Linked DNA regions of Mus musculus: regions 1, 2, 4, 5 and 6 are each linked to region 3. A link is a contact called in public Hi-C and promoter capture Hi-C data. All regions are on one chromosome and are shown on one strand. The core of a region is the stretch at or near the end of the contact, and the rest is flanking DNA. Distances in the headings are between cores, read along the strand shown.

The links. Promoter capture Hi-C pulls out the DNA fragments that hold promoters and counts their contacts. A called contact is a pair of places that touch in the nucleus more often than the background predicts. Capture Hi-C pulls out chosen DNA fragments and counts their contacts.
Region 1: a promoter capture Hi-C map of embryonic stem cells shows a contact between it and region 3, with 4 times the contacts expected there. The contact joins the promoter of Adamtsl3 here to the promoter of Stard5 in region 3. A contact is called at or near these places in 2 of 39 promoter capture datasets (the 3T3-L1 cell line and embryonic stem cells) and 1 of 9 other capture datasets (embryonic stem cells).
Region 2: a contact with region 3 is called in a promoter capture Hi-C map of embryonic stem cells, with 4 times the contacts expected there. The contact joins the promoter of Sh3gl3 here to the promoter of Stard5 in region 3. A contact is called at or near these places in 3 of 39 promoter capture datasets (the 3T3-L1 cell line, embryonic stem cells and hippocampal neurons).
Region 4: a contact with region 3 is called in a promoter capture Hi-C map of neutrophils, with 3 times the contacts expected there. The contact joins the promoter of Tm6sf1 here to the promoter of Stard5 in region 3. A contact is called at or near these places in 5 of 39 promoter capture datasets (the C10 cell line, hippocampal neurons, liver and 2 more) and 1 of 9 other capture datasets (adipose tissue).
Region 5: a promoter capture Hi-C map of adipose tissue shows a contact between it and region 3, with 2.7 times the contacts expected there. The contact joins the promoter of Hdgfl3 here to the promoter of Stard5 in region 3. A contact is called at or near these places in 1 of 39 promoter capture datasets (embryonic stem cells) and 2 of 9 other capture datasets (adipose tissue and liver).
Region 6: a Hi-C map of liver shows a contact between it and region 3, with 3 times the contacts expected there. The contact joins the promoter of 2610206C17Rik here to the promoter of Stard5 in region 3. A contact is called at or near these places in 2 of 39 promoter capture datasets (both in liver), 1 of 484 Hi-C or Micro-C datasets (liver), 1 of 115 datasets of contacts at active chromatin or transcription factors (extraembryonic endoderm stem cells) and 1 of 9 other capture datasets (adipose tissue).

What each region holds. Positions count from the first base shown.
Region 1 is chr7:82,333,533-82,337,310 of GRCm38.p6, reverse strand. It overlaps Adamtsl3 (ADAMTS-like 3), which reads right to left and starts at 1,617. Exons shown (of 30, transcript NM_001190374.1): 1 at 1,401-1,617; 2 at 25-126. The coding sequence starts at 1,403.
Region 2 is chr7:82,172,472-82,176,098 of GRCm38.p6, reverse strand. It overlaps Sh3gl3 (SH3-domain GRB2-like 3), which reads right to left and starts at 1,303. Exons shown (of 9, transcript NM_017400.7): 1 at 1,080-1,303. The coding sequence starts at 1,124.
Region 3 is chr7:83,630,128-83,633,885 of GRCm38.p6, reverse strand. Stard5 (StAR-related lipid transfer (START) domain containing 5) reads right to left here and starts at 1,869. Exons shown (of 6, transcript NM_023377.4): 1 at 1,747-1,869; 2 at 1,101-1,150; 3 at 624-756. The coding sequence starts at 1,845. Gm16638 (predicted gene, 16638) reads left to right here and starts at 2,045. Exons shown (of 4, transcript NR_166697.1): 1 at 2,045-3,120.
Region 4 is chr7:81,857,409-81,860,913 of GRCm38.p6, reverse strand. It overlaps Tm6sf1 (transmembrane 6 superfamily member 1), which reads right to left and starts at 1,913. Exons shown (of 10, transcript NM_145375.4): 1 at 1,374-1,913. The coding sequence starts at 1,465.
Region 5 is chr7:81,932,576-81,935,988 of GRCm38.p6, reverse strand. It overlaps Hdgfl3 (HDGF like 3), which reads left to right and starts at 1,530. Exons shown (of 6, transcript NM_013886.4): 1 at 1,530-2,050. The coding sequence starts at 1,967.
Region 6 is chr7:84,688,244-84,691,720 of GRCm38.p6, reverse strand. It overlaps 2610206C17Rik (RIKEN cDNA 2610206C17 gene), which reads right to left and starts at 2,081. Exons shown (of 5, transcript NR_038175.1): 1 at 1,907-2,081. It overlaps Zfand6 (zinc finger, AN1-type domain 6), which reads left to right and starts at 1,764. Exons shown (of 7, transcript NM_001360578.1): 1 at 1,764-1,975.

The sequences.
Region 1 (3,778 bases), core at 368-2,867, 1.3 Mb after region 3:
ATTCTCGGTGGCCCATTCTATTACCTGCAGAAGACCAGAGACCGTAAAGATCATTCGTGTCAGCAGCCACCAGGATCCTGTCCAGGAAGCCATGGGGTCCAATATCATAGGAGTCTCCCTCACAGCCTACGAAAGAAAAGACAAAAAGAAAATGCCTCGTTTGCAACTAGCTCTGGCTCCAGAGGCAGAATCTGTAAGCTAAGGAGCCAATCAGAAGGCAGGGACCCTGAAGCCCAAGCAGTGTCTTAGAAACGTTTGTGTTGGCCCAGGATGGGATTGTCTGCTGCAGAATGAAGGCAATATGGGGCTCCCTTTAGGATGAGTCCCCCAAGATCAAAAAGGGGAACGGAGACTGCCTCCAGTCAGCAATTCACCCATCCCTCCAGTGCTCCAGCAGTAGGGACAACCCTGCCCCAGACACCTCCTAGCCTGTTTGTCAGCACCAGAGTGTGGCTTTTGGGGGCGGGGGGGGGGCTGGGGGTTGTGGGGAGGACCAGCCTAAAGCCAAGAGTTAGGGCACCTGCCAGCTTTAATTCCTTGAGGCAAAAATGAGTCTGAAGCCAATTAAACTAGACCAGAGAGGGAAGAACCCTGCCTAAGGGCACACAGCTAAACAGAGTCTAGGATAGGAACGCAGATTGGATAGTTAGAGGAATTTCTCACTAGATGATAGAATGCCTTCTGCTTCCAGACCTGCCTTTAAGAGAATTCTGGGGGCCACAGTCTTGCGGAGTGTAATCTCTTAAAGGTGAGGAAGAAGTAAGCCCAGGAGGGCTACGAGGACCGTTTTCCCCAATGTGTTTTCCTGTCAGTTTACAGGGAACTCAGTTTGAGCGGAGACTGGAAAAGCCGAGGTCACACTCGACTCCCGCTTCGCCTCGCGGGCGCCTTGGCGGTGTCGGTGTCCGGGGGCGGGTCGGTGGCTTCTCTCCATCTGGAGAAAGCATTAAGGCCTGGCTTAATGCGATCCGCAAATGTGCTGCTGTTTCCGACCTGAGGCGGCGACTCTGGGACGAAGGGAGGCGGCCAGGGCTGGGCCCCAGGACCACGCGCCCCTCTCCGCTGGCTCGCACACTTCAGCGCCCGCCACCCTCACGCCTCCTTTCCCTGGCGTGCGTCTCCTCTCGTTTCTCTGCGCTTCAAGCATGCGAACCTCACTCAGTAGCCAAACCTCCGGACCTTCAAACACTGCAAGCTAAGATCAGCCCGTAGTCCGCTGACCCCGCAGGGTATCCCCCATCATCCAGAGCACCCCTCGCTCGCAGAGGACCAGGAAAGGTTCTGTCCAACATTCCCGGATCCTGTAGCGCGCCTGCCTGGAGCTGTCTAAGCCCCATAGGGCAGTGCTCAACCAAGACCTTATTTTCCAGTAGCGTTCCCATCAACTTGCTCCACCTTACCATCCTCAGAGAGATGAATCCCTGGATCCCCCGCGGGTGTTTCCAATCCGGAGTCGCAGCAGCGTCTGACGGTGCAAGGAGGGATGCGCGCTGCGAGACAGTGGCGAGCAGCGCCGACTCGGCGACACCTCGTGCGGAGCGCGGGATCCCGACGGTCCCCGACGCCGGCCTCCAGCTCGCGCCGCCGCCAAAGTTAAATGGGGCTGGGACGCGGCCGCCCCGCCTGTCCCGCCCCTCCGGGCGCGCGGAGCGCAGTGCTGGCCCCGACCCAGGGGCGGAGGGCGCGCGCCGCCACCTGCGCCGCCCGTCCCGCAAGTGCGCGCCGCGTCTAGGGTACCGTCAGTCCCTCCCGCCCTGCGTCCTCTGCCCTAACCCAGGGGCGCTGGGAACGCGGGGACAAGCGGGCCACCGAGCCGCAGCCAGGCGGCTCGGAGCGCTCGGGGCCGCCGCGGCCACGGCGAGACTCCGCTGGAACGCTTCTCCGCCCGCTTCCTGGAAGCCACTCCTTGCCCTGGGCCTGCAGCCAGGCCTGGTGCCAGGAGCTCCGGCTGCCGCCGGCGGCAGCGCGCTCTGGGGAGGCGTCCGCTGCGCCACGGGCCAGCCAGGCCAGCCAGACCAGTGCGAGGATGCCACCCTCTCCCAGCACCACCGCCAGACCCCGGGGACCTCAGCTGTTAAGTAATACCCTGCAGAGGCTGCCCAGAGTCTACCCACTCCTGCTGGTAGCCTTAGGAGCTTGACCATCACCCATTCAAACAGCCCCTGCGGTCTTGGTATAATTGGGGACCATGGATGACCCAGCAGGGACACCTAAACCTGAGACCTAGAGTCCCTGGTAGGAAACAGGTTTGGGTCCCACAGAAGTCCAGACCTGTCAGGAAATAAATACAGCTACAGCCCCGGGGCCTAGAGGTTTGGAAGAGAGGTGTCCCAGTCATGAATGGAGGAGGGTTGAGGGCACCTTGAGCACTTCTGAAGGAAAGAAAAGCCATGGAAGAGACATGGGGGCTTGGCTTCATCTCAGCAATAGGAGTCAAGGGCCAGGTGTTCCATTTAAGGCACCATTGTGCCTCCCGTATTGCTGCTCCCTTGAGTGATGCCACTTTGTCAAGTGGTATGTGTAGCCAGCCTTCCCAAAAGCAGTCGTTCCTAGAGTTATCTTAAGTCCTCGGGGAGTAGCTTTTCATGATGATCAGAGAGGCCAGGTCTGGAACTGGTTCCTAGGTACCTATTTCTCGCTAGAGTCTGAAACATTTGCATCCAAAGTTGCTCTCTTGCCTAGTGAACTGAAGGCTGGTATGTTCCAGATTCTTTTATGGCATTGCCAAGAGTTCCCCCCACGTGTTTTCCTATTCTCTCCTTCCCTGATCAGATGGCCTCCTCTGACCAGGAAAAGGGCCTTGTCAAGACTGTCTCTCCACTCCAGAGAGGGAAACGGCTGGAAACCTATGGAAAATGAGCAGGTGGTGCATGGGAAGAGATTCAGGAGGAACCAAGAAGGGAGGACAGAGCTAGACCATGACTAGCTCACCTGCAGACCACTGAGTCTCTCTGTTCACCCTAGTTTAGCTCTGGAAAGTGGGGCAGATAATACACATATGGATACTGGGCTATTACTCTGATGGGGATTATGCAGGATTAGGTTCCCATGAGCCTCTGGTTATGTTTTGACAGCCACTTGGCACACTGCCTTATTTTGTATGCCTTTCCGTGTAAAAGCACCTTGTCTAACACATGTTCATTCATTCTCCCTGAGCTCCTGGCACCAGCACCTGTCAACTCTCCTAACAAGGGACTGCTCTCTAGCTGTTCACATACACATCCCAGCCTCTTGGTCCTTGGGGAGACAGAGCCAGCACTGTGCTCAAGGGTTGCCTCAAACAATGTAATCAACAACAAAATGTTGCATAGAGGACATTTAGGATAATGGTTTACCGAATAAGAACTGAACAGACCCAAGAAGAGCAAGGAAGTCTTGTGGGACCTTAGCAGTGAGTGTGGGCACTAACTGACTCCAAATGTTCACTGGCCTTCAGATGACTTCGAAAGCGTCCTGTGCTTTGATGGTATGGTGACAGGTGATGATTATATGATGATATGACAGATGAGAAGGATCCGTGGTGTGTGTGTCTACATCAGTGCATTAGGAGAGAAACAGCCATGCTAACACTTCAGAACACACCATGTGGTACTTTGAACGAGAATGTTGCCATACGGTCATGTTGAATCCCTAGTCCTCAGTTGGTAAACTGTTTGAGGACGAGGAGAGGCGGCCATGTTGGAGGAACAGCGTCACTGGAAGGGGGTTTGAGGTTTTCAAAAACACAAGTGATCTCCCATGGCTCTCTCCTGCTGCTGCCTGTGGATTCAGATGTAGA
Region 2 (3,627 bases), core at 54-2,553, 1.5 Mb after region 3:
GAACAGCCATCACTTAGCTTCCTTGTGGACCAGCTGTGACTTAGGGACTAGCAGTGTCTTTCCGCCTGGAATAGAAAAAAAAAAAAGATTTTTCTAAGGCCAGCTGCAATCTCAAGATCGATATGAAGGAAAAGCCTGAGTGGGACATCGCCACCGACGTGGACTTAAGATGCAATGAAGTCCACCTGGGTTTCAGCAAAACTGAGGCTGGGAAAGAAATGAGGGCAGGGCAACAATTCCGCAGGTGCTGGTGAACAGGTTTTACAACATAGGCTCTACCATTGGTGAAGAGTATAGTGTTAGAAAGCAAATTTGCTTGTGACACACACACACACACACTTTCCTGTGTCCCTGTTTCCAGATTCCTCTGCTCAGAAAGCCCTCCTTTTCCTATAACAATCCATAGACACAATCCTTTCTCAAGCTTAATCCCCAAATGCCCTGTCTTCACCTCCTGGAAGCTTCCCATGAAGCCCCCACTGAATCACCTGCCATCCTCTTCCGCGGAGGCGTGTCTAGCTCGGTTTGTTTACGTGTGTGTTTTGGGTCTCCTCATCACACTGTCTCTTTGAGAGAGCAGGAGCCTGGTGCCAACCTCGAACCAACCCAGTGAAGACGGCCGGCAAGGGAAGGACCACAGCGATGAGCCCCAACCCCTGGAAAGCCAAAACAGAGACTGCCGGGTCCCAGCCAGGGCGCAAGAAGAGCGTCCTGGGTGCGGGGGGTGGGGGTGGGGGTCCCAACGGACAGACGAGAGATTCCGGGGCAGGAGGGAGGCCTACCACGGTCTTGGTCCCAAAAGCTCTCCTCCGGGCGCACATCCCCAAGCCCACCACCTCCGATCCCTTGCCAGCCGAACTGCTCAGATTTACAACCGCCAGGGCGCAGCGGGAGACCCGAGACTCGGGGGAGGAGGCACCAACACGCGCAGCCCAGAGCGCGCGACCGCTACTCGCCCCCCGCGCCCTCCTAGCCGACCAGAAACCCAGTCCGAAGGAAGCCGATGAAGACCCCGAGTCCATGGCCCGCAACCCCTTGGGGACGCCGCCTCCAGAAACCCCTCGCGCGCGCCTCCCTACCTGGCTGGCTTTGTGGAACTGCTTCTTGAGCCCAGCCACCGACATCGCGGCGGCGCCCCGCCCGGGGGTGGTCTCGGGGCTCCGCCGGGCCACGCGGCCCGGACGCTGAGCGGAGCGGGCACCCCGGGCGGTCCCCGCGCGCCCCACGGCCACGGCCACGGCCACGGCGCTGTCACACTGGCACAGGCGCTCGCGCAGATAGCAACACCGTGTTTCGAGGCCCCAACGCAGCCCATTGGTCGAGCCTCGGCAGCATGCAAATGAAGCTTCTAGGACCGCCCACGCTTCATTGTTGCGTGGCGACCAGGAGCTCTTGAGCCAAGAAGAGGACCAGTGGAAGGGCTGGCCGTGGGATGTCCCTGGGATAAGGAGAGCCTCTCAGGACTTCTTTCGGAAGACTTGGGATACAGCTGGCTCTGTGATTGTTCTGGACGCGAGGTCTCTCTGCTCTTCAGGGACTTGGTGGAAAACCTGGTTTTACTCACTGGTAGCAAGATCTCCCCTCCCCAAACCCCATCCCTGAGAGCTTTAGATAGACGTGTGTTGTGAGGAAGGGACGCTGGGATGTGTTCTCAAGGAGAGAAGAAACACTAGAGGAACCGGGAACTGTAGTTAGACGGAGAAACCTGCTTGTGAGAAGTTACTTGTGTTCTTAGCCAGTCTGCCGGAGCGGTTTGGGGCTCCCTGGGAGAGAGTTATGTGAGCTGAGCCTCTTCTTACCAGGCACACCAAGAGCCAGTCTACAACATACCAAAAACAGGACCTTCCGTTCCACTACTTACCAGAGAATTGTTCAGACTGGTCTCCAGGAGAGTCCTTTATACAAGATCCTTTCCACGGGGTCTAGAGGTCCTCACTGAACAGAACCCAGTCACAGAAAAGGAGCTTTGCATTAATTCGTGTGCCACCAACACGTCTACTATTTTCCCTGAATCTGACCTTTCAAAGGCCCCGTGGCTCCTAATGTCTTCAATCCATTTCAGCAATGCTTCACACCGACACGAACACTGTGCAACTTTCAGTCTCTACCTAAAAGAAATGACATTCTGTGGACGCTTCCCGGCGTCACCGGGTCTGGGATCATCAACACTCCTGTCGTCCTGAGCACTTGCAGTTCACACCTGTATCCGGGCTTCTATTTGGCTCTGGCATGTCTCCAGAAGCCTCAGCGCCTGCCTCCCAGGCCTGCCTGACTCCTCAGAGCTTCACCCTAGTGTGACAGGGTGAACACCTACAGCTCTCTATGCCTAGGTTTGCTCACAATGACTAGGAAAGTGTGGTGTCAACAGTGCCCTGCCTCTGATATGGGAGAAGATGTGGCCATCTTAACAAGCATGAGTGGTGGGACAAGGTTACTAAATGTGACTCAACACTCTTTGTCCTAGTTAGCCAAGGGCTTACTGACACCAGACAGAGGTAGGTGGTGTGACAGTGGTGACCACAGCAAAATGCCCAGTCTCCTCTGCTATCCCATCCCCACTAAAGGTTTAGGGGAAGATGGTCTCCCTTGTCCTGGACTAGTCTGTGGCTGGGTAGGAGATGTTCAGCTGCTGACCTCTGTGCCCAATAGAAGTTTAAACGGCACAGCCTCAACCCGTGCCCCCTTGAGGAGTCAGGTTCTTTTTGAAGTTGGTGACTGGCATTCTTCCATGGCTGGTAGATCTATTAGGTTTGTGCAGATTTCATTTGGGTTTGTTCTGATTTGAGGGGTAAATCCCAATTTGAATGGACCTTTCCACCATGGGGAGTGGGGCAAATTCCAGTGGGTGGGAGGCTATGGGATCATGGGGGCCATGATGCAGCTGGTCACACTGCATCTACAGTCAGTGAGCAGGGAGAAGAAACTCTATTACTAACTCATTATCTCCTTCATCCCTTTCTGTTCAGTCTTGGGCCCCAGCCATGAGATAATGGCAGCCATTCAGGGAGGTTTTCCTTCCTGTTAAAGCTCTCTGAAAACTCCCTCATGGGCGCATCCAGAAGTGTGTCTCCTAGGTGACTCCAAATCCTGTCAAGTTGATAAGCAAAGCTAACCATTACAATAGAATAGTTAAGTTTCCTTACATGGAAATCAATTGTGGAAATCTATCTTCTTGGTTTATTCAAATGCAGACTTGTAGATTGTTTATCATTTTTAAACTCAGGGATCCTTCTCTTATAAAAGCATTTACATATTCTACCCACTTTACTCTTTGTTATTTATAACAAGCAGATATTGAGCTAACAAGGACTTGGATTTTGTGCCTTGCCTTTATAAAAAACATGAATGTTCTACTTGTTTTATAGAAACAATTTTTGACCATTCTTTTGGTTTCTTTTTTGGTCCAAATGTTATTTAAAAAAAATTTTTAAACTACTTTTGTCTTGTTAAGAGCTTTTAATTCAATGTATGTTAGACTTTTGCTACTATGATCAAATAGTGTCTTGAAGATTTTTACACTTTACATATGTACAGCAGAGGTTTGAAATAGTGTGATTCAAGCTAGGAGTAGTGGCCTTGCAGTTAGCTTAAACCACATTGGCCATCTCAAGGCTTGCTCTTCACAGC
Region 3 (3,758 bases), core at 620-3,119:
TAGTCAAAAATGAAGCAACGATCTTACAGTTGTAGGTGATGCCAGGACAGGTCCATCAAGATCGGAGCTGTCTCCCATAACACTTCCTACCTCACGTGGCTATTTGAATTTACATTTATATTTGTTAAAATGAATAATTCATTTCTTCAAACCAGCCACCTTTTCATGCTCTATGGCCCCATGGAATTGAGGCTGCCACACTAGACAAGGCAGTTGGCAGAGCAACGTTGCTGTATCCCAAGGCTTTCTGCTGGGTAGGGCTGGTCTGCAGGATGAACGCTTTCCTGAAGGAGACTTGTAGTGGTCCCGCTGTGGGCAAAGGACCAAAGTGGCTCTGTTAAGAGACAATGCTTCAAACTAGATCTGTTGGTGTAAATCCAGGCCTGCCTCTTTGTCTGGGGAGGCCAAGCCTTGCCCTGCAATTCCTCAGCTATAGTCTGTAGATTCTGCTGAGGGTTTCTTAGTCTCTCAGAGACACATTGTTTCCTGCCAGGGACAAGGCTGGACTCGTCTGCATGGCACTCCTCTTGCCTACAGATGTTATAGATCCCTCTTCAGAGAGGTGGGGTCGGGGTGTTGCAGCAAGACAAGACACTACAGATAACACAGCCAGAGACACTTACATCCGTGATGCTCTGGACAATTTCAAAGCTGCTCACATTATCATCCCACTTCTCCCGGAGGCCCGAAGCAACTGGCTTTATGCAATCCCACACCTCTTCTGGTGTCCCACACAGAATCCCTTCTCCTCGGTACCTAGAATGGAGAGGAATTTGATCCACCGAGTCAATTAAACTTGTTTATCTTAGGATTTTATCTCAGGTCTATTACATTTTTGTTCTGGTTCTAGGACTTGCTGACAGAAAACGGCCTAAAATATGCTAGCCCATCTCCCCTCTAGCCTGCATAAACAAACAGGTACAAAGTCCTCACAGAACACAGCTTGCTAGAAACGATTCAAAACACAAGCTAATGCTTTTCTGGAAGGTAACTAGTGATCACAGAAGGCTGGGGCGGATTGGTATCTTTCATGATGCAACCCCAGAGACACCAGGACGGGAGTAAGGTTCTGACAGACTTTGTTAAAAGTGCGCACTTACAGATTCCCTGGAAACTCCTCAGATGGCCTCCAGGAAATTGAAACTCCATTCTGTCAAAAGGCATAGGATTGTAGAATTTTAGAGCTAGAGGAAGTCTTGGAGAGGAGATCTCAAGACTTGATTCCCCAAGGTCACCCAACCTGTTCCTGGCACAGTTGGGGTAACTGCCCCCTACTGCAGGCGATGAGCAGAGCGATCCTGGCTGGCTGATTCCTGGAGCTGTGGGAGTCTCTCCAGTCGCCTTAATGCCACCAAGAACTTTTTGTTTTCTCAAGCAATTTAAGGCTTTTTTTTTTTTTTTTTTTTTTTTAAATCAGAAGCGCCAAGGAAGGAAACTATTTCCCTGTCACTCCCTGGGAGAGGGATTGTGCAACAATGAACGGAGGAAAGACTTGGTACTTGGAGTTTCAGATCCAATCCTAACCTCCTAGCAGTCAGATGACCTTGAGTGGGTTTCGAAATGAAAGGGGCAGAGACCTCCAGGAGTCCCAGAGAGCATCAACCCGCAGTGGAATCAGTTTCTCAACCCACCTCTGGGGTCCAGGGTGCGGATAATCTCGGGGAGAGGAGAAGCCTAGGAGTTTGGAGGACTCCAAACCCTGCGAGCAGTCTCCAGACCCCTTTTCCCGCCCAGTCCCTCACTCACGCCTTCCCGACACTTCTTCCAGCCCGACGCGTCCCGCCGGTACCGGAGCACCTTCTCTGCCACCGCCTCACTCTCTTGCGTGGCCCAGGACGGGTCCATTCCGCCAACGTGCAGGCTCCCAGCTGTGCCACACAGGTTCTGCTGGGAGGAAAGCTGGGCCTTGGGCGGAGCCTGGAGCCCCGCCCCGAGCTCCGCCTCTCTTTCTGAATTGGTTTTCGCTCTCAGACAATTCCGTCCTTTCTTGATATTGGCCCGCCCTGCGCAGTAAGCGTCATCTCTGGGCGGGTCTCAGGCAGCTCCTTCTCCGCCACTGCAGGCTTTGGGCAGAGGCAGGAACCAGCTAGCTTAAGGAGTTTGGATGTTTACCCCTTGGTGCTGAGGTGCTTTCGGCCCCCAGTGAAACCGTGCAAACAACTTCGTAGTGGGATTCTGCAGGGTGGCCCGGAGAATGTGGAGGAGCCGGCCGGAGGTGGAGGTAGGCAGGAGGGGTACACACCAGTGTCAGTTCAGGAGGCCTGCACAGGAATGTCTGCTTCTGATAACAGAAACCGAAGCGATTCCCAATTTTATTTTATTTTATTTTTCCCCCTTGAGTAGCTAAATGCCTTTTCTGAGTAAAGGAAGAGACAACTTCGAATGGGTGGAGGAAGAAGCTGAAACCAATGTCAGATCTATTTAGTTCTAGACACCCAGGGAGCTCTTGATAGATATACATATCCAGCAGACAGCACTATGCATTGACGCCAGGTGGAGACCTCAGCTTTCCCTTGAGAGATATAATCCAGATTCTGGACATGGAAGCAGGAAGACCACTCATTAAAGGTCTGCCTGGGAAATTTAATGAGGCCAGCAGCTCAAAATAAAAGAAGTAGAAAGAGGGCTAGTGACATAGTGCAATAGTAGCATGCTCACCCAGCATGTGCCCTATCCCAGCATCATTAAATAGGCAAATAAATAAGCAGACTATTGGCAACTTCTGAACACAGAGGCAACCAGGCCCGTGGGAGAGTGTGGACTGGTATCCCCTCTGTAAGAGCAGCCCAGGTTCTCTCCTCTTCAAGCCTATTTCCAACTGATTGTTTGTAACCTCTCCATTATTTCCTCCAAAGACAAGGAAGGATGTGACTTGAAAGTCCCCTTTGGAAGAAAAGAGGGGCTGGCTGGCTGGGAAAGCAATTGGGCACCTGGAGCTCCAGTCCCAATATTGACTATGTAGGTTTGGGCAGGACTCTAAACATCTTTGAGATTTTCACAGACGTGAAATGTTATAATAACATGTATCTCCCTGGGCTACTGTGAAGAGTCCATGAAGAAGAGCATGTGAATTCTTCTGAGAGTCATAAAATAGATGGTTCACTCTGCCGTACTTTAAAGGTGAGTAGAATCATAAATGATAATCCGAGATAACGTTGAGATATGGTTTGACTAAAAGTCAACTGTTTGGCTCTTTAAACAAGGCTTTAAATTGTTAAGAACTGTTAAGAAAACTTAAGCAAAAAAAGAAAGCATCATACATGGAGAGATGCTTTGTGGCAAAATAAATGACCATGATACAAAAAGATGCAGAACCCTGGTTGTAGGGAATTACAGATCAAACAAGGGGACCTGTTTAGTGGACAAACAGGACAAGATTTGTTAGTACCTGCTTTACTCACAGTACCGAGAAAGGGTTTTTCTATACTGGGTGAGAGCTTGCATGCTCTCACCCAAACCAAGCAGTGATACACATGAACAGTTACATATTGACAGGTACATATTAACTTTCTCTTCAACACAACAATCTTACTTACACAGAAGCACGGACAATTGCCCTTGTAATGGAAACTAACTTATTTGCCAATGCATTAAGATACCCATTATGTGGGTTATGATGTTCCCATCAAACTCATGTAACACAGCTGAGAGAACTGAGGCTGGGCCCTGGAGGACTGCTCAAGAGAGCAGAGGGCCAGACTGGGTCTAACCACATGGCTTTATAGGAGGCAGCTCTTCTCATTGACAGCCATTTGCTG
Region 4 (3,505 bases), core at 664-3,163, 1.8 Mb after region 3:
GTGCAGGAGGGTGTGTGTGTGTGTGTGTGTGTGTGTGTGTGTGTGTGTGTATGTGTGTGTGGCTGGAACGAGTCCACACCAGGGCTCAGCACTGATCAGTAACACACAGTAATATGTCATCAAATCCTCACCACCAGCAGCAGCCCTTCCTAAATTGCTCTTCCTGCAAATGCCTGTCCATCACATCCACTTCCTTCCCCTACCACGCTCACCCCCTTCCCTATGCCCTGCTCTGTTGTCTTCATAGCATGCTACTCTATATATCTGATGGTGTCTGTTTTAATGCATGACTCCTCAGCAAGGACATGGCCTGTTCAGCGAGGGCTCCAAGCACAGAGGTGTTCAATGAATGGTATTACTTTAGGAGCCTAGGTCCCTGTGCTCTGTTGACAGGCACAAAACATCTGACTGCTCGGAGCTGCTGCTTCAGGAGATGCACCAAAGGCCAAGCACAGGGGCAGCCTGTGTCTAAGGGAGCGTCGCAGTGCTCACTCATGCCGTCTGGATGAGGTGACCTCAGCAGTGAGAGAAAACCATTGACTGTGTGCATACTCCGCTAGCAGTCTGGAGGTCTGGCACGGGCTGCAGGGTATAGATTGATGCAATTTCCTTAGCACCAACTGCTATGAAAAGCACAGCCAGTTACTTCCTCCTCCAGCAGCCCACAATCAACTTCAGCAGGGCCACCGCTGGCGCCTTTCCACTGACCACCCAGGCCTTCGGCTGCCCATGGGGGCTCGTCAGTCAGTGATCCCTTTAGAGAAGTGAAAGCCAAGACTGGGACCCAGAGCCCTTACAGAATTCGTCGGTTCCTTAGCATTAAACTGATCACTGAACCTTTGCTCCTGGCCAGCATCGAACCTCTATCCCTTTCACAGCGCCCTTGCACAAAGTTCCCACAAGATCCTTGAGGTGCAAAGACAGACCAGAACACTAAAGCCAGGTCACCCTGTTAGTAGCAAAGGCTCAGAAAACCATGGTTATTTCTGTTAGCCGCTCACAACAGTTTCTAAAATTATAAAATGGTAAGTATGTGAAAGTCCATACAAGGAAAGCGTTCCTTTCAAATAAGGCGGTTCGTGCCTTCCGTGTTGCTCTGCACCCCTCTAGTGTCTGAGAGCCTCGGAGGCAGGGGCATTTCGGTATTGACCTTGGTAATATCAGCTACCCACCCAGTACTGGCAAAGAGCAGGCGCCCAGCTCTCAGACCTTGAACTGCCCTAGCCCAGTTTGAGGACCTAGGGCCGGGTGACCCTGGTGCCTCCCTCATGCTGCGGGCGTGGCGTTTCTGGAAGCTACCCAGTCCCAAAGCCGCGGTCCCAAACCCGCGGAAAAGTTGCGGGCTCTTGTCTACCCCGCGCGCGCTCACTCACTCGTGCTGGGCCGCCAGGTGGTTGAAGATGTAGGTGACCGGGATGGCTGAGAGGGACAGCACAAAAACCCCCGTGGCCGCAGAGGCACTCATTGCCACCTCCGGGTCGCTCTTCTTTCACCGCATCGCGCCGGGGGTCCCCTGGCTCAGCTTCCGGCGGCGCCGCGCCCCTCGCCGCTGCCCTTCCAGGCGGCCCCCGGCCGCGTCTCCTCTGCGCGTCCCCGTCGCCCGTAGCTGCCCGGCGCGCACAGAGAGAGGCACCACCCGGGTGCTCTAGGGCCGCTGTACGATCCCCAGAGGCGTCCCCACCAGGCTCCTGCTAACGAACGCAAGGGCTCAGCAGCCACCGCGAGGAGACAAGCGCCCCAGGACGCTTGCTTTAATGGGAAAAGGAAGGGCCCGGCGAAGGACGCGGGTCACAGATGGGAGCTGGGCATCCTCGAGCTGGAACGGAGCTGGGCTGAGCCAAGGGCCAGCAGAGGGTGGAGCCAGATCTGAGGGTGTCAGAGCCCGCAGGCCCGCGAGATCGGCTCAGAGACCTGTGGGGACAGATGCTCCTGGAACAACACTGTGCCGCCCTCCCACCCCACCCCCCGCGCGCACCCCTTCCCTACACACAGCTGCCATCAACGTCCGCAACCAATGTTCCAGTGCCAAGTGGAAATATTTGTTTTCCACCTTGGTTGCTCACTCACCGCCCCTTGACCTTGATCAAGTTACTGAAACATTCTGTATCATTTCTCTGTGAAATGGGAATAACCTGCTCCCTCGTATGATTGTGGAAATCGACCGAGTTAACAAGCGTGGAGTGCTTGCCCTGCACTGCTCAGCACACTGGTCTGTCTCCTGCTCCCTTTCTTTTTTTGTAGCAGAACTGACCCTCAGAGGAATGCCCTGATGTAAGACACTGAGGCAGCGTTCATTCCTTGCCTGGAGTGTTTTTGGAGGCCAGGTTACCACCGGCTAGCCTGGCAGGTCCTGAAGATTAGGGCTCTTCGTGGAATATTCCCAGACGTCTGGGTGTAGAGCATGAGAGTGCCGCCCAAAGAGCTGCTTGAGCAGGGTGTGCTCAGGAAGCCCCCTGGGCCTGAGTCCTGTTGGTATGGCCCCAGGGAAGGGAAAAGAAGTGGGCTCCGGAGCAACAGTGGGGGCAGCAGAGTGCGCGCCTTCCTGTCTTTAGGTCAGAGGCTTACAGGTCATTTGGCTCATTTTCAATGTGAGGAAAATGAACCTGCACCAGGACAGTCGGTTGTTCCAAAGCCAGCTCTCCTACTATCTGCCCTCCCTTTTCTTGAAAACTCAGCCAACAATGGGCACAAAAGGGTAAAGACTGTCCAAACGGCAGCATCTCGCAAAGCTTCTCCCAGAAGTCTCAGTGGGAACCTGGACATCGCTCACGATCTTCCATGATCGCTCCTTGCCTTTACCACCTCCTTCATTCCCCAAAGCGCCTTCTCTCCTCCAGGCCATCTCCTAGGCCAGTTTCCCAGCCAGTCCAACCTCCTCCACATCCCACACCGAGCTGCTTTAGCCGTCTGCGTGTATCCTGAGTCTCTCGGGCTGCTCTGAATCTTTCTTGTCTACCTAGACACTTGCTGCATATCATTTCTATTCCTTCTCATCCATGCTTGGGCTTTTTTAAAATTCAGAATCATATTTATGGAAATAACTTAATAGAGGCTGGGGGTGTAGTTGATCGTGCTTGCTTTGTGTGCACAAATCTTAAGGCTCTGTCCTCGTGCACTTCATGAACTGACTTTGATGGGGGCTCATCTGAAATCCCAGCACTAAGAGATGGAGGCAGAGGGAGTCCCTGGTTCAAGGTCATCCTTAGCTACCCAGCAAGTCTGAGGCCGACCTGGGATATATGAGATTCTGTCTCAACTAACAAAAAGGTACCGGGAAATGCCACAGAGTATGCCACATCCTGAGCTCCGCGTCACCCGCTCCGGATGGAAACTGAGGTGTTGAGGGACAGAGAGGTGATCAGGCTCCTCTCAGAAAACCTCAAGTGCAGGAAGCTACTTCTAAGGTCCGACCTGGTGAGGGAAGCATCTTAAAAGCCTGTGGTATGCACAACTGCTTTCCAGAAAAAGAGGCAGCAAGATCAGTTGGGAAGCCTCTACAATTTAT
Region 5 (3,413 bases), core at 281-2,780, 1.7 Mb after region 3:
CTCTCTTCTGGCCACCTGAGTACTCTTTAACACAATTATGATCACTTCCAGCTTAACTTCCTTGCATGGCTTCCACACTGATTCTCTCCCCTACTCATGACCGCCCAGAGCCCACAGGCAGCCTCGGCCATTCCAGCTTTGGACAGTTAGGGCTCTGGTGGCCTGTCAAGAGATGCGGCTTTGACATGGCACCTAGGATGTGTGTGATATGACTTGTAGACGTGACAAGCTCGTTCTCGGGCTATCACAGCCGGGGGAAAAAACCTAGACTAATTTTGCAGCGCAAGAGAGGACAAGGTGAGCCTATAGGGAAGGTGAGGGGTGGGTGCTGGAGAATTAAGAGATGCAAAAAAAGAAACAGCCAAGTACTGTGAACAAAGTAAACGCTCCTCGGAATGTCTCCAGACTCTACAGCCGGCCACTGGAAACCCATCACGGAGAGGCTGCGGTAAGCACAGCTCTCAAGCACAAGTGAGTGGGGCAGATGCTTGGAAAACCCACTTTCTACAGAGGGGAGAAATGGCAAAGAGGGCAATTCACAAAGGAGAGCTGTCTTCCCAACTAGGTGCAGCACCAGAGGACCTTTTAAAGAAGGCAAGATCACAGGGATCTTCCACAGGGCGCATTCATCCATTCATCGAGCAGATGCAGAAAAGAGTGAATTATTTTATTTACCTCTCACAAAGGAGAATGCTATAAAGATTCTCACTCCCAAAATGTCTTTTTGAAAGCAGTCAGCTGAAATCCAAATAAAACAATGGTGAATGCACACGTTTGTCGTAGACTTACTAACCTGTATAAAGAAATCTCTAGAAGCTGCTCTCCAGTATGTTACCAGAATTGAAAACAACTGATTTGACTTGTCAGGGTAAGTCCTTTGCCCCAAAATTATTGGCCCATGAAGGCCCCACACAGAGAAGCATAACTTAGGCTATGGGCACTGAACCATATAGATCCATGTTCAAAGCCCGACTGTGCCATCCTGTCGGTGAGGACTGGCCTTGACTCCAGTGAAGTCGCTTGCCCTAGGTGGGTCACACTGCATCATTAAGGCAGACCTGGGGCAAGAACCTTGCCCTTGTTCTTTCCAGGTACCTACTGACCAGGCAGCGAGTCCCCTGCGCAGCTATCCCCCATGCCTGGGAAGCCTTTGTCCCCCCTCTCCCCCAACTCACCAGAGAGCACCCGAGGAAGTGGCCCACGGGTAGGGGGCAGTCAGAAAGGGGGTGCAGTCCGCAGGGGGTGGGCGCGAGCAGGAGGGGAAAGAGGGGCGGCCGGGTGGTGATTGGCTGGGCTTCACCAGGCAGCTCCCGGCCAAGAACAAAAGAGAGCAGGCGGCGGGCGTCTTTGGAGTAGGCGCTCCCACCCGCGGGGCACCGGCTTCGCTGCTGCGGGAGGACGCGCCCACCAGCAGCCCGCGGAGCAAGCCAGGCGGCGCGCGCGGTTTCTCCGAGAAAGCCGGCCGTGCACCTAGGAATTAACCGGCCGGCGCGCGAGGGGAGGGAAGCGGGGCGGGCGAGGGGTGGAGGGGGGGAATGCTGAGCGCGCGCGAGAACAATAATAAGATCGTGTTTGCGGTCGCTGCCCGAGGAGGAATTCGGAGGAGGCGCGAGGCCCGGAGCTCGCACGGAACCCAGAAGCTCGGCGGGGAGGCGGCGGCTGCATGAGGCTGGCGACGCGGCTCCTGTGAGCAGCGCGCGGCGGTAGCGGCGGCGTCGGGACTCGGCGCGGCCGGACGCGGGCTCCCATCCCCCGCAGCCGGGCGGGGATCTGCGGGGCCTGCGGTGCCCCCCGCCCACCGCTCGCCTCGGCCACTGCCTCGCCGCTCTCCCTCGTCGGAGCGGCCGCTCGAGCGTTCGGCTCGAGGCCCCGCGGGGAGCGCGGCGCGGTTCCGTCGTCCCGCGGAGGGGCGGCCTCCCAGCATCTTCGCGGCGGCCAAGGACCGGCGAGCAGGAGAACGACCGGGATGGCGCGTCCGCGGCCCCGCGAGTACAAAGCGGGAGACCTGGTCTTCGCCAAGATGAAGGGCTACCCGCACTGGCCCGCCCGGGTGAGTACGGCGGCCGCGCGCGCGGGCCCGCCCGCCCACCATTTTCCCTTCATGATGGCGCGCCCGCCCCCTTTCCCCATCACCTCGGCTCGAGCCCGCCTCGCGCCTGGCCGCCGCCTGGGCTGAACCGCGAGCTGTGCTGCGCACCGGGCTCCGGGCCGAGGCGAAGGTTCCGGGCTGCGCCCTCGCCGGCTCGGCGGCCATCCTGACGCCCACGTTCGAAGGCGGGTTCGACCGGACAGGCCCGACGTCGCCTTCCTCATGGAAGCCGGCGGGGACCGGGAAGCGGGTCCGGGGTGGAGGCGCCGGCTGGCTCCCAGCATGGTCCTGAGTAGACGCCCTGATCCGGGCGAACGTCGAGGCAGGTAGGAGAGCGAAAGGCTGTCCCCCAGCCGGCGAGAGCCGGTGACGGTCAGTCCTGGGAAAGGGGATGGTCGTGCAGAGGCCAGCGGCAGTCTCATGGTAGCAATCTTCGATCTCAGAGCATCCTTCATCTTCCAGACTTGTTGAGTGTTTCCTGGGCGCGATCCCCTGTGCCTCACCTGCCCTCTCATTGTCCATTGCCTCCCTGGTGCCCTGGTTCTTAGAAACTGACACCAAATAGCCTGTCACTGGCTGGTGAATTCAAGGAGCTTCCTTGTGCCTTTTCACCTCCATATTTGTTTTAGGTCGGTTCCCGAACCTTATTCTTGGCCTCGAACCAAACCCACGACAGCTCTCTTCTTCCTAAACAGCAAGACTGTCGCTAGGTTTTCTCTAGAAAGCATCTGCATTTAATACACAGCATTCAGTATTTTTATTCCGATCCTTACTGAGGAAGAAGCACTACCGCGTCTGTGCGCACCTTATGTTGAAAAAAAAAAACAATCACTTTCACCTTCAATTTGTTTAAATTTAATAGCTGGCGGTTGACTGACTGAAAAGAATACAGTTAAAAGATAGTTAAAGCAGTTTGGAGACAATGCTGGGTATTCTTGAGGAACAAAAATAGTCAAGGGAGAAGCTGACAGAAATTGGGAGCTTGGGAGCGTGAACTCGTGTTGTGTGGTGATAAAGTGAAGGTAACAAGACCAAGGGGAAAGTACACCCATTCACACAAGGAAGTGACATCAAGAGGGGCAGGCTGAAGATCAGTGTAGTTGAGGTAATGGATAGACATAATCATTTTGAACTCGTTTGTTTTGGCATGATTTTAAAATGGAAAGGACACTGGGCCAGGAACTTAGGGGATCTGGAGAGTGGGTCAGGCACTGTTAGGAACTAATCATTTTAACTGCCTGCACTTCCATTTCTGTAACTTTAGAATAACCATCTCCAGGATTCCTTCCAACACTAACAACCTCAGGCATCAAGAGGAAAAAAA
Region 6 (3,477 bases), core at 832-3,331, 1.1 Mb before region 3:
TAAATAAAATAACTACTCGCTTTGACCTTTTAGGCCTGCCATAATTGAACCTCAAACCGTTCCCAGTCTATCTATAGCCTTGTCTCCCCTATTACAGATCATCTTCTTGGGCAAAATCCTCTCGATGTTTTAGCCCATGTTTCTAAGTGTGTGTGTGTGTGTGTGTGTGTGTTGTTGTTGTTGTTGTTGTTGTTGTTTTGGTTTTGGTTTTGTACATAGCCTTGCCTGTCTGGAAACTCACTATGTAGATCAGATGGGCCTTGAACTCACAGAGATCAACCTGCCTCTGCCTCCCTAGTATTGAGTTTAAAGGTGTGAGTCTCCACACCTGGCTTTAAAGATTTATTTTCAAGTGTATGAGTGTTTTGACAGTTGTGAGCCACCACGCAGATGCTGGGAACCCAACCTAAGACCACTACAAGAGCAGTAAGTGCTCTTAACTGCTGAATCATTACTCCAACCTTAAATATAAATTTTGAATGGGTTGAATGTGCCTCAAAAACACCCTTAGGCCCTGGGTAGGGACCTTCTGTTCTGCTCTGGTTTCGAACAGCAGGCTTAGCTTTATTTTATTTGGCCCTGGGTTTCACTACTTAGCTCTGGTCACCCTGGAACTTGCTATATCCACCAGGCTGACCTAGTACTCACAGAGGTATATTTTTCTTTGCCTCTCCATGCTGAAAGTATAAAGGCCTGGGCCACGGTGGCTGGCCAGGCTTAGCTTTGGTGATTTATTTTAGAATATCCTGCCCCAGAAACTTGTCTGTCACCTCACAAGAGCATTGTGTGTTTCTCCCAAGCCCTCTTCAGGAACACTTCCTTTCGTTTTCCATGAAGTCATAAGAATTTTTCAAATGCCACCTTTTCTTCAAAGAATTCTACCTGACCTCCACCATGTCCTCTATTCTGTCTCCTCCTTATTCTACAGGATTACAGAAAGCAGCCCAAACCACACATGGTTAGCCGTATCTCAACCTTGTGACCATGAGCCCCTATTACTGTAAAAATAGGGCAGAAATTTCAGGGAAATAGGTAAAGAGAGCACAGTGACAAAGATAAACATTGTAAAACACCAAAAGGCACAACCCCAAGACTAACAAAATAACATAATTTCAAATAAAGACAGGACTCTAGGCAATCCTGTTTGGGCTGGGGAAATCTCAGGAGAGCTGTCCCCCACTTCTCCCGCACAACCTGTGCAGGGCTGCTGGACTAGAATCTACCGCTTCCGCGAGAAGGTCCAGGGGGCTTCCCGAGTCCAGGCGTGTAGGTGTGTATTACACAAGCGAGCACACACGCCTCAGGTCTCGCTCTCTGTAAATCGTGGTTCAGGACAGGGCAGAGTTCAGACCTGGCACTTTGGGCTGGCCCTCCTGGTCTTCTAGGGGCCTGGGCAACAGAATCTCAATCTATGTCGTCTCTCAAACTACGCAGGTGGAACACCAGCTCTAGACAAGGGTAGTCTATCCCTGGGAGGATGCAGAGCCCGGAGCTACGTCATCAGACACCCCATCCCCTCGCCGTCCCCCAAGTCTGCACCAGAGCCCTCTTGCTCCTGAGGCAACATCAAAAAGCTAACCTAGCCCGCTGACCTGGCCGAGGCAGGGGCGTGGCCGAGAGAAAAGCAGCGCCTCTGTGCCACGCCCCTCAAATGCCTTGACCAATAATAGCACTCTCCGAGATCCGGCCCCGCCCCCACGCCGCCTCCGGCCCGCGGCCCCGCCCGGGCCGGTCATAATTAGGCAGCGGGCTGGGACTGCCGCGTCAGCGCGCGTTGAGAGCCAATCGCGGGCGCTCCCTTGAGGCCGCGTCACAGGCCGAGCAGCCAAACAGAAAAGTTTAATAAACAGCGGACGGAGGGCCGGCGGCGGCGGGCCGGGAGCGAGTGGGGGTTTGGCGGCCTCACCTGTCCTCACTCTCAGCGGCGGCGAGAGGCGGCGGCGGCAGCGCGTCCGGCGGAGAGGGCCGCCGCCAGGTGAGGAGTGCGGGCAGCGGTGGGCGCAGCCTCCGGGCGGCCTGGGAGCCGGAAGCGGCGGGCGGCGCAGCAGGTGGCCTCGCAGTGGCGAGCGGAGGGCGCGGTCCCGGTGGGGCGCGGTCCCGGGCTCCCCGGGCGCGCGCTGAGCTCGGGGTCGGGGTGGGCGCGCCTGGGGCCAGTCCGGAGCAGCTGCCGCACGCCGGGCAGCGTCCTCACGTCCCTTTGGTAGGCTGAGGCTAGAGAAGGCTCAGAGGGAGTCTCCGGGATTCCAAGCTCTCTGCTCCTCTGAGAGCGTTTTCAAGTTTCTCACTGTTGGATGCGTAAACAAGCTACACGGAGTGTGGCGTCTGAAGTCAATCTAACTCTATCAGAACTCAGTGATTTGCCATCATCATCCAGAATTGTCAGGCGTTTGTGGGAACTGGGGCCTTGGGGTCACCTCCAAGCCGTGCATGCTAACTAGCTTGGTAGTCAGCACCTAGTGGTTCCGAAAACCGAAATTAAACGTCACTTTCAAACTATATTCGAAATTTATCCTTTTCCTAATTAAAATGCCACGTAGGCTTTTGAGATTATTTATGAAGTATTTTATGGCAATTGCTGTTTTATGTATTATTTCCAGGCCTGCGGGGACAATTTTTTGGTAAACCATGAACATTTAAATGGAGAAAAGACATTGTCTTAATTTTTCCTTTTTCCTTTTTTTTTTTTTTTTTTTAACATTTAAAAAACACGTAAGCCGGGCGTGGTGGCGCACGCCTTTAATCCCAGCACTTGGGAGGCAGAGGCAGGCGGATTCCAGCCTGTTCTACACAGTGAGTTCCAGGACAGCCAGGGCTACACAGAGAAACCCTGTCTCGGGGTGGGGGTGGGGTGGGGCGGGGAGACAAACATGTAAGAGGGGTAATAGGCACAGATAGGAAAATTTCAGGCTTGATTGCTGTTTTGACTGCAGCCATACTTTCCTGTGTTAATGTCAAAACTCACAATATGAGTTATATCACAAAGTTTTTAAAGTAATGGTCAGTCCTGGGAGAATACACAACACAATGTACTATAAAGAGAGAAAACATAAACTTTCAGACTCCTCACTCCAGAGCCAGAACTAGAACATTACTCAAACTTGTATGTGTTCACGAGTTTCTTATCTGGCCTAACCCAGTTTACTGTTTCTTACTGAGGTAAATAAACATTCTAGACTCGGTGGATTTGCTCATTCTCTAGCCTTTTAAAAATTAGTTTTGTCACACACTAATCTCTTCAAACAGTGTCACTTTAGGTTCCTTGCCCTTTGAACTTTGGACAGATAGTGTATGGTTGTGGTTCATCCATTTCATTGTTTCTTAATGCTGTGTTCCTCCCTTCACCCCAGTGTTTCGATGGTGTTTCTTGTTTTGCTTCTAACAAGTGTACTCTGGGAACTTTTCTTCTTGCAGCTGTTGTTGCCCAAGTTGCCTGTCGAAAAGTAAATACTGTAGATCGTGGTAGAAAGTTGTAGGCAA